Linked DNA regions of Anas platyrhynchos: region 1 is linked to region 2. A link is a contact called in public Hi-C data. All regions are on one chromosome and are shown on one strand. The core of a region is the stretch at or near the end of the contact, and the rest is flanking DNA. Distances in the headings are between cores, read along the strand shown. Region 1 holds the start of PRTFDC1 (phosphoribosyl transferase domain containing 1). Region 2 overlaps ARHGAP21 (Rho GTPase activating protein 21).

Region 1 (5,878 bases), core at 835-3,334, 140 kb after region 2:
AATCCTTATTCTTCTATCTCTCCTTCTGGTTTTCATGAATAAAAAACCTAAAGCTACATCACCTTGAATAAAGAAGTTCTCATTTACAAGATTAAATTCATACATAGTTTCTAACTATTTGCTTTTTAAAGTAATAAGCCATTTTTTTTTTTTTAATAAACTGGCACTTCCCAACAGTAAGCCTTAGAAATTCTGATTTACCCCAGAGCTAATCACAGTGTTATGCTACAGGACAATTTTTCAGGTAACTGTAATTTTTGATGAGCTTGTGAATTGTGTGACTTTTGACAAAAGCTTGTGAATTGTGTGACTATCCTCAGTTTAATAACTGAGTATCAAAAAAATGCCCTTCCCAAATTAAATTCAACTTCCATTTACTTCTGGCTTTAATGCTTTGAAATTTTAAGGAAATATTTATGATTGGTTTGTCCAGATAAATTAATATACATACTAAATATATTGGTACACAAGTGTGTAAAAATATATCCTACACTGAAAGAAACAGCTACTTCTGAAGGTCAGGTTTGGCGTGTTCAAGCTGCCCAGCAGAAATTATTCGACGAGTCTCTACAAAGTTGATGTGAACGTATACAAATAAGAATGCAAATACATGGTGATACCTGAAAGGCTTTCTCCCATAAGAGAGAAAATGGGGAAATTCGCAGTATAGCTTTGGAAGAACTTTGCTAGCCTTGCTGTCTACCAAAGTGGGCACACATGAGGTTTAAGCACAGTACTTCCCTTAAAGAATTTTCTGGTTTGGTATGAAATGGGAGAGCTGAGCACAAAGCCAGGACCAGCTTTATAAATGTAAACAAAATCATACTGCACTGGCCTTACTTGTGGTTGTTTTCTTTGGGGGTGTGTGCACACGCTGGCGTGTACCAAGCAAAAGAAATGAAGTTAGCACAGCGGAGCACAGTGATGAACGTCCATCTCCTCCTCTGCAGCATCCTCACATTGTTTAGGTGCTAAACAGTCACAGGTTCAGCCTGGCATTTATCATACTGGTGTCAGGAGATGCAGGGCAGCTCCAGCCACAGCTCAGGCACAACGTGAGGGGTTCCTTGGCGGGGAGGTGGTGGGTCTCTGTCATGGTCTGGGGCTGGCTGCTGCCCTCAGCTCTGGGCTGCTGCTCCCTAACTCGGTTAAAATCCCACCACTGCGATAAAATAAAAGCATTCCTGAAGTGGTGGTGATAACCCACATAAAGGTTGAGGTTGGAGGGAACCTCTGGAGACCATCCGGTCCAACCCCTTGCTAGCAGGTCACCTGGAGCTCGCTGTGCAGGATGGCATCCAGGCATCTGGGGTTTGCATATCTCCAGAGAAGGAGACTCCACAGCCTCTCTGGGAAGCTTGTGCCAGTGCCCTGTCACCCTCACAGGGAAGAATCTGTCAGCTTTATGGGGGGGATCGCATTAATCTCTCCGAATAATGAACACAGCCCTTTACTTTTGCATAACCGATTTATCCCCAAACCCTCCAAACGAGCCGCAGAAGTCCCTGCAGCCAGGTGAGGCACACCCAGCGGTTCCCGAAGGCGTCCCAGCCCTTCGGGGGGAGCCGGGTGTCTCTGGGGACCTGGAGCTCAGCTCCCCGAAGCGGCAGCCCGGAGCCAGCGGGGTGGGGCGGGCAGGACGCGCATGGCGGCGGGCGGGGGAAGGAAGAAAGGCAGGGAAGGAGGAAGGGAAGGAGGAAGGAAGGAAGGAAGGGCGGCCAGGGAAGCGGGAGGGGTCGCGAAGGGCCGGGCCGAGCCCAGCCGGGCCGGGCGATGCTCGCATTTACCACAATGCCGCGGCCTCCGCCTCCCCGCTCCGCTCCGCCGCCGCCCGGCCCGGCCATCTTCTGAGGGGCTGCGGCAGGGCGGAGCCGAGCGGGGCCGGCCCGGGCTGTGGAGGGGTACGAGGGAAGGAGGCGCCTTTTTCCCCACCATTACACAGGTGCTGGAGTTAAGAGGCGGCTTCCCGATGCTTTCAACCCACCGCAGTTTGTTGTGCTGTCTGTTAGCAGGGGAGCAGCTCAGGAGCCGCGCTGCCTGCTGCCTTCCCTCGCCTGCTTCTGTAAACATGGTTAATAGGGTCCTTGCGCTGCCTCACGGATGAGAAGGAGCTTGTTTCCAGAAAGTATTGTGCTTTCCTAAAAGTAGGAGTTGGTTATAACTTCCAGTATTTATCTTTTAAATATAGAACTGGCAGAATTCTGCCATTCCTATAGCAGTAATTATTCAAGGAAGAAACAGCTGGGTTTAGGGCAGACCTGGGCATAATGAAATGTGCCTAGCGATACCTGAGCAGTTATCACAGACCAAGCAGGAAGGCATTTCAGTTTGGCACATGACTTTCTAGAATGTAATCGTAAAGACTTAGAGACCACAAGTCACAACAGGTGGATCCAGAGAACACCGCGGGTGTGTCCAAATCCGGAGTCTGGTGTCCAGCACGGGCTGCAGTTTAGGTGCATCCTCTTGCTGCAATCCCACTTACATTAAAAATGTCAGGACAATTAATACCTTAGGAATCTGGTGTTAAGAATATTTTTATAAATGAGTCTACAATTACAAACTCTACACTATCTATACAGTATGTACACAGAATCAGATACTATAATGATTTAAAATGATCTTGCTACGGATGCTTTGGTTCTTATGCTTAGCCAGATCTGTTTGCTTTTTAGTGGGCTAAGGATCTACTCTTAACTATTGCTACAGTTGACAACACATATCAAAGAACAGAGGACCACATTTACAAAGTGAGGGAGGCCAGCTCCTGACCGTATCTGTTTTGGAAGTGATCTCTGTATATGAAGACTGAGGTATGTTGCAAAAAAGATGGTTCATGCTCACAGTGCTTTAAAATAAACTTAAGAAAATGTCATGAATTTGATAAAGAGCATATACAGATTTGTACAAACCTACACAGAGTAAATACTATTTCTGCAAAATATATAGGAGATCTTCATAATGGGTAAAATCCCTAAATACTTTTGCATTTCAATTGCATTTCAAATGCCAGTGATTTGTGCCCACAAGCTCTTTAGAAGATAAAAAGTTTCTTCTTGCTGGGAAGAAAGCTTCTAAAGCCCACGTTTGTCTTAAAACTAATACAATCTGATTCAGTAACTACATGTTACATATGAAGCTGCTGTTGAATAAACATTATAGACCTAAGCTCTATAGTTTTGAAGCTACTTATATTGCAGCTGGGATTTCAGATTAATTGTGCCACTGTTGTATGCCTACTGGTTTCTTCTGCCATCTGGACTATTCAGGTTACTACTAGAGTTTTCTGCCTCTTTTTAAACCACATTCTTTATCAGACCACAGGAATACAAGAGATTGTTCAAACTACACCACAGAAGGAACCCCACAGGCAGGAGTTTAAAGATTTGGAAAAGATTATGAACAAGACACTAAAAAATAAATTCCTCTGGCATTGTGCTGAAAAACTTAAGCAGGAAATGTTTGTTCGGTCAAGGTTGTTCCATCAAGGTTGGACAACTGCATTTTGTCAAGTCTTCTTTTGGTATTCTTCTCTTCCAATAGTTTTACAGGGCTCACTTCAGAAGTGCAAAGAAGTGTCAAGCTAATAACAAATAAATAAGAATATGTAAATTAAAAACTAGATAAATTTAGCAGGGGCATAGTTGGAAGGGTAGTGCTAATAACAACAACCATCAATCTGCTCCTGCATGTAAGATTATTAATTAGCATAAAATGTAATAGTTTGGGAGGTTTTTTTTAGTCTTGTTGCAAATGTGACAAATTCATGGGTCTATAAACCCACAGAATTAACAGAAATCAGAATTAATTAGGTTCTTTGTGCATGACGAGAATGAAACTGCTAAGGATTTTGCTGTGGAGCTATATGTTCTTACTGGATATTTACATTGTTTTTCTACAGTCTGAACTGATGTAGAATGAATGAATTTTCAGTAGATTTTCAAACCCTTCTTAATTAGGGTCAAAATATGGTTAGTTAAAACACGGTACTAGGGCCTTAATCGTAAAAAAGAATGTAAGCATTTAGAACTTTTCTATTATGTTTGTTTAGCTGTTTGTTCATAAACTAAAAATAGGAGGAAAAGAGTAAACACTTTCAGATATACAACCGTGGGACATAATCAAAGGGGAAAGGAACAAAGAAAATAGGGAAGAATAGTGAACTCATACTAACAAGTAGGTCTGGACACATAGCCAAAAAGCATAAAGGAGCAGATGGAAAAAGCGACACACAAAGAAACAAAGCAGAGTTAGGACTTATATGCAAATCCCTTGTGAACAGTATTTATATCTTGGGCCTTCGCAAAACTAACTTTATAATTTCAGTTACACATCTTTTCCGCTCTTAGCTTGTTACTGATGAAAGCAGCACATGTAGTACCCACCCTTCCACAACTCTAATGTAAAGAAATACTGAAAACAGAAGATTGGGGGCAGGGGTATAATCAAGAAAACAGTCCAAGACAAATATTATCACATGGTTACCTGTTAGCCTTTGCAACTCCATTATGTATTCCCCTCCCAAGAAGTTATAATAAACATTTGACTACTCAATTTGATATGTAAACACCCAAAATAAACAAGAAAAGCATGAAAATCCAGAATATTTCAAGAGGTATGGCTTACCTAGGTGGAAGCTTGCCAATTAGGGGATGAAGTAAGAGCTCTTATTCTGGTTCTGCCTGTTGCTGCAGCTGTTATGTCAACAGCAGAACTGTAAATAATCTTATGAGGCATAAACCAGCATTTGTTAGTTGTTACAAGGTAAGTGATCCCCCTCCACCCCCATCCCAATTGTTGCAGAAAAAGATGTGTACCTTTTAGGTAAAATGCTCACTGAAGACAATATGAAAAACAAAGTCAAGCAGATGCGGTACTTTAGGGTATGTTGAAAACAATTTAGAATTTCTTTCATATCCAGCTTTAATATATTCCGGAATTTTGAGTTCTTTTGCATTATCTGAAGCAGTTACCAAGTCCATAGGTGACTGTTGAAGACCACAAGGGCAGCAAAAACTATTTGCCAGATTGTTAGGGATGTCTGTGAGAACATAAAGCAGTATTTTAAACCATTTCCCTACATTCAAGAACCTAGAGGGATGGTAGGAAAAGCTGCACAAGTAGATAGAGCCAGGTAGCATCCTATCGGTAGCAGTATTGGTGTTAGACTTTACCTTTGTGACTGCTGCACTATAGCAGCTATTGGAGTGGCACTGCAAAGTGGAATGTAGCTTCTGTCCATATCAAATTCAGCAGAATTAGCACCTTTGGGAACTGGAAAATTCAGCTTGAAAGCAATTTCAGCATCTAAGATCCACAAGTAAAACTCAGAGCATTTACCTGTCACAGTTAACCTGTACTGAGTCTACAAGACTGACTCAGGCTTAATTTGATGATTTTTATATCAAGAAAATGGCTAAAAGCTGACATTCAGATGTTAGTCTGTTTTGTGTATTTTATGACCTTTCAATCTGCATTAGGTACTGCTTGACAGACTGTGGGGCTTGGACTTATTTGGTCCATGATAAACATCTTTAATACAAAACTATATTTTTGTTTGTTATTAATCTCACTGTGCCAGACTAGAGCAACTAGATCTTCACTTTGTAATTTCCTGGCTTCTGAAGATACTCTTCCTGCTTTTCAGGTTTGCGTTATTAATGTAGAGTTCTTCATAGCTGAAATAAATGCAAACAAAAATTTCCTTTTGTCCTTTAATACTAATATAAACTTTATTTCCTTCATAATATTATGCAAATATTTCCCCTAACCAGCTATTGAGAAGATTGACATTTGAATGATAAAAGATCATTTTCAAGAACCGCTGTTCACATCATATCCTGTGACAAACTCATGATGCACAGCTATGAAAATGAGT
Region 2 (5,037 bases), core at 2,338-4,837:
GTTAGCCTGCAGTAGTTAGAAACCCTGTATCTTATCTTCTCGCCTTCTCAGCATTCAATTACTTTTTATGCTTCCAGGAACACAGGCACCTTGTGCTTTTCCAGTCGTTTACTAAGTAATTCTCAACTGAAGTAGCCACTGCTTCTGAATATCAAGATGTGGAGGAGAAAGGGAGGAAGAAGAACGCAGTTAAACAAATACAAATGAAAAACCAGCACAGTTACACTGCAGACTAAAATACAGTGATGCCATCCCGAGCTACATCTGCATATAAACGGGGTAAGCCATCTCACAGCTCCTACGCAGCTTCACTGGTTTAATTTTTCATGCCAGGAGCTGAGAAGAAACAAAAATAAAATTTTTCAAACCTTATTTCCATTCTGCTAGCAGACTGCTGCACAATAAACTAAGTTCAGGGCAAAGCGTAACTTGTCTCTCCTGACAGCTCTAATCCAAGTAGTAAAAAAAGAGATGAGCATTACAGAACCAGTGGTGGAACCTCGAAGGCAGCAGCCAGAGAATGTGTCCATGCTAGCCATAAGCACCCTGGTCCCCCCCCAAGTTCCCTGTACCCCTATACCACCCACTCAGCTGGGAAACCACCACCGTTTAGAGGCTGCATGTTGAGCCAGCCTGGGAGCTGCCACCTTACCAAAAACCTGGGTCCTGCCACCTTACCAAAAAACAGGTAATGGCCTTATTCTCAAAATAACTCTGAATGGGTGGAGAATCAACAAAAAGTTGACTTGATAAGATCAGCTAGCTATTACATACACACAACTGAATTATAAATCAAAAAACAGCTGGCAGCTCAGTCCCCAAATACTTTAAAATTTCATTAGCAGGACACAGCTACAAGACATACAAAATGCTCTCTGTGAGGCAAAGCTAATATCTGTCATTATTAATCTGCTGATTTAAATAGACACTGAACACAAGGCAGGTCTCATCCTTTAAAAGGCAGGAACATTACAGCGAATTTAGACAAGCTCAGAGAATAATTTACCCCAGATACAAAAGGTAGCTTCAGAGGGAACAGTTAAAATACAACCTCTTATATGACCAAACAACCTTCCCAGTGTTGCCACGTCACGTGTTACTGAAGAGATACAATCCCAACAGTGACAAGAAAAAGTGATGGAGCTCCTGTGGCATGTATAATTTAAAACACTCAGTGCCTGACCCAACACAGAATCACAAAATAGGTTGGGTTGGAAGAGACCTTAAAGACCACCCAGTCTCAACCCCCTGCCATGGGCAGGGACACCTCCCACCAGCCCAGGTTGCCCAAAGCCCCATCCAGCCTGGCCTTGAGCACCTCCAGGGACATTGCATCCACAGCTTCTCTGGGCAGCCTCTGAGTGAGTAATTTATTCCTTATATCTAATCTAAATCTCCCCTCTCTTAGTTTAAAGCCATTCCCCCTTGTCCCATCACCACACCCCCTGACAAATCCCTCCTCAGCTTCCCTGTAGCCCCCTTTAGGTACTGGCAGGCTGCTGTAAGGTCTCCCTGGGGCCTTCTCTTCTTCAGGCTGAACAACCCCAACTCCCTCAGCCTCTCTTCACAGGAGAGGTGCTCCAGCCCTCTGATCATCCTCGTGGCCCTCTTCTGCACCCACTCTAACAGGTACACATCTGTCTTATGCTGGGGACCCCAAAGCTGAATGCGGAACTCCAGGTGAGATCCCATAAGAGCAAAGTAGAGGGGGAGAATCACTTCCCTTGACCTACTGGTCACCCTTATTTTGATGCAGCCCAGGATCCAGTTGGTTTTCTGGGCTGTCCATGTCCTTCTCCCCAGAGCTGTTCTCAATCCAGTCATTGCCCAGCCTGTATTCATGCTTGGGACTGCCACAAATCAGGTTCAGCACCTTGCACTTGGCCTTGTTGAACCTCGTTAGGTTCATGTGGGCCCACCTCTCAAGCATGTCCAAGTCCCTTTGTATGGCATCCCTTCCTTCTGTGGTACCACCTGCACCACTCAGCTTGGACAGACCCCTGAGGGATCTCATTTACCACCAGCCTCCACCTGGACACAGAGCCACTGACCGGCACTCTTTGGGCACGTCCTTTAGGCCAACCCTTTATCAACTCAGTGGTCCACCCTTCAAGTCTGATTTAGAGATCAGAACGTCACGTGTACCCACGTCAAAGGCCTTACAGAAATCTAGGCAGACGACATCTGTTGGTATTCCCCTGTTGACTGATGCAGTCACTCCATCAACTTTTCAAATGTGATGGAGAGGCTTGGCAACTACTTCAGCCTGTTCCATCGGGACCCTGGGATGCATGCCATCAGGGCCCAGAGTCTTGTACCTACTCCATTTCTTCAGCTGGTCTCAAAACTCTTCTCTTATGCTGAAAGGTACTTTACTTCCCCAGCCTCTGCCTAGAGGTTCAAGGACTTGAGAATTCCTCAAAAACTTCTTGAGGGAAGCCTGACTGCCAGTGAAGACCAAGGCACAGAAGTTGAGTACCTCAGCCTTTTCCATGAATCATTATCAGTTCTTCCTTCTCATTTATCAGAGGGAAATACCCTCCCCTTGACCTTTCTTTTCTGACCTGCCTTCCCTAGGCAGGTCAGGGCTAGGGATCTACTGCTCGTTTGCTTAGCACTCAAATGCTACTTCATCACTTGTGCTGGCCTGAATACACAAGGCAAGAGGTCAAGCACCTAGATTATTCCCATTCAATACTACAGAAGACCTTTAATACAGGTACCACTGCTGAATTGGAGAAAAAATTGAACCCATTTATGAAGACCAGAGACTGAAGCCTTCCCTGAACGTATGATTTTTGACCAACCTGCTGGCAGAGCACCAGCAGCTACACAGAGAAGTTCTTCCACACTACAGGCAGTCACTTGGGGTTTTCACAACTGTTTTACAGACCGACTTGCAAAGCTGATAACATCTTAAGCATAGTTCTTTGTCTACATGCAGGAGGAGGTTATGTTGAACATATTCGTCTTCCCAGGAAAATGTATGGCCATGTTAAAGATTAAGATCAAATTTGGGGAAAAAAATAGGCTGAAAAGTTTACCATGTTGCTTACATTTACAGGTCAGTAATATCCATTTACAAGTAAAGGCAAGAAGAAAACCTTGGACTCCAAAGCTCTGGAGATGAATACATGCTCTGCATTTCTCCTTTAGTCTTTTGCATACTTGGATACAACCCAAAGCTTCTTTCCTTCAGTAAGCAAATAAATGAACTTCCTTCAATGTGTAGTCTCAAAGCATATGCTTATATTTTAAGTTAGAAATTCAAGCAAAGCTAAAAGAAGTATTCTATGACAGTAGCAGCTAATGATAATTTCTTCAGACCAGCTTAAGGGAAATCAATCTTGTAGATGTGCATCAGTCATAACAGAACCAAATTTCAACTAAAATTGGCACTCTTAACAATTTATCTCAGGTCTCAAGACTTAACCCCTCCATTTAACAAATTGATTCTTAAGAAAGGAATTGATCTCAGAAGGAAATATTACAGCTGTAACATTTAAATAAGACAGTTCTCCCTTATACCATCACACACCAAGGTCAGACCACAAACTATCCTGAAGCACAGCAAGGAAACATTTACTGAAAGGCTAAACAAAACTGGCTTATCTCTGTCCCTGAAGCAGAGTTAAACTGTTTGGAAATTGGCCGTTGAAGTTACTCTTACCGAAATTATGATATGAATAACTGCCCAAGAATACTCTTACATGGCAAGAGATGGAAATCCTAAGTAATGGAACAGCAACAGAATTAGCCAAGCCTTTTATGTAGTACTAATAAGCAATGCACAATTAAGCTGCAGAAGGAACTGCTTGGTACCTATTACTTAAGTACAAGCCCTTTTTGCAGCGTGCATTCACTTAATCGCCCTTCTTCACTCTAATGACTTTTGTTTGGGGACCAACATCCAGTAAGTGAATCATGTATCATAGCACCTCTTTCACAGATACCTCTTACATGAAATCACCACCTGTGGCTTAGATCTAAATAATTAGTTATTAGTGAATTAAAACAATTGAAGGCCATTCATTTAATAAGTTACATTTTCTTTTTCATGTTTTCCACAACATGACCATGAAGTTTTAGCAAGAAAAAATTCCAATCAGAGGTCAAAAGGCAAGGAGGAAACAAAGATTTATTTTACAATCAGCATGCCTCATTCGTTATGAGGAATTAATAAGCCTTTTCTTGCCACAAGCTGCCAATAGCCAATACCACTTTCCGGCTTGTCCTTACCCATTTCCTTTGCATTTAAACTCCTTCTGCAGGAGCACATCACCCAACGCACCGGGACCCCAGAACGGCTCAGCCTGACAGAGCATCTTCCAGCTCTCAGTTCTCCATAGGGGTAAATGAATAAATAAATCAAATACTCCCAGAGCACCTGCTTTTAAAAACCCTCTTTGGATGTGATCCTCATTCAGGTAGCAGTGGGAGCTTTACACAGTAGATGGATACCCATTCAGATTCTCTCAGAAGTGACCTTTTTTACCTCATTAATTAAATGCACAATTCCGCCACCACCCACATCCTCTGGGCACAGAAATGCTTACAGTTGAAAACTGCTTAATGCAGTGAAACCTACTGTTTCACTAAACCTAATATAAACTCGTCACTGACTCCCAAACTAGATTAATAAGGCTAACTTTAACTGGAATAGAAACAATCCATGCTGTCCTTGCAGGAGCAAGGAAGCATCACCACCTGCACTTCAATACAGCCAGCTTCAGACAAAACTCCAGCCCAGCCTAGCCTTCCACAACACACATTAGCCTTCAGCATAACAAAATAAACTGCTGTAGCACAGACCAACATCTTGCCTGGCTCCAACCATCAGGCAAAAACAAGATGCTGCCAAAACAGTGAGCCTGAACTGACCTGCTTCCGAGATCCACCACCCAGAGCACAGGATCAGCATTACTCGTTCACGAAGTTCTCCAGCTCCATACAACAGTGTCAGATAAGATTCTGAATTTTCCTAATATTGAACTATTTTTTTATTTTTAGCATATCAGCAATTCCTTACAAGGCAAC

The links. A called contact is a pair of places that touch in the nucleus more often than the background predicts.
Region 1: a contact with region 2 is called in a Hi-C map of F1 follicle, with 2.6 times the contacts expected there. The contact joins the promoter of PRTFDC1 here to the enhancer-like site in region 2. A contact is called at or near these places in 4 of 8 Hi-C or Micro-C datasets (F1 follicle, liver, skeletal muscle and 1 more).

Annotation. Positions count from the first base shown.
Region 1 is chr2:141,702,012-141,707,889 of IASCAAS_PekinDuck_T2T, forward strand. PRTFDC1 (phosphoribosyl transferase domain containing 1) reads right to left here and starts at 2,085. Exons shown (of 9, transcript XM_072033713.1): 1 at 1,933-2,085. The coding sequence starts at 2,070.
Region 2 is chr2:141,564,919-141,569,955 of IASCAAS_PekinDuck_T2T, forward strand. The region is part of intron 3 of ARHGAP21 (Rho GTPase activating protein 21); the gene reads right to left. Among named protein-coding and RNA genes, the nearest start is that of ARHGAP21, 63 kb to the right of the region's middle. Within about 2 kb of position 3,588, at least 3 of the 8 cell types and tissues checked have an H3K27ac peak or open chromatin away from gene starts, as enhancers often do. A contact at or near this core is called in F1 follicle, where this site is marked.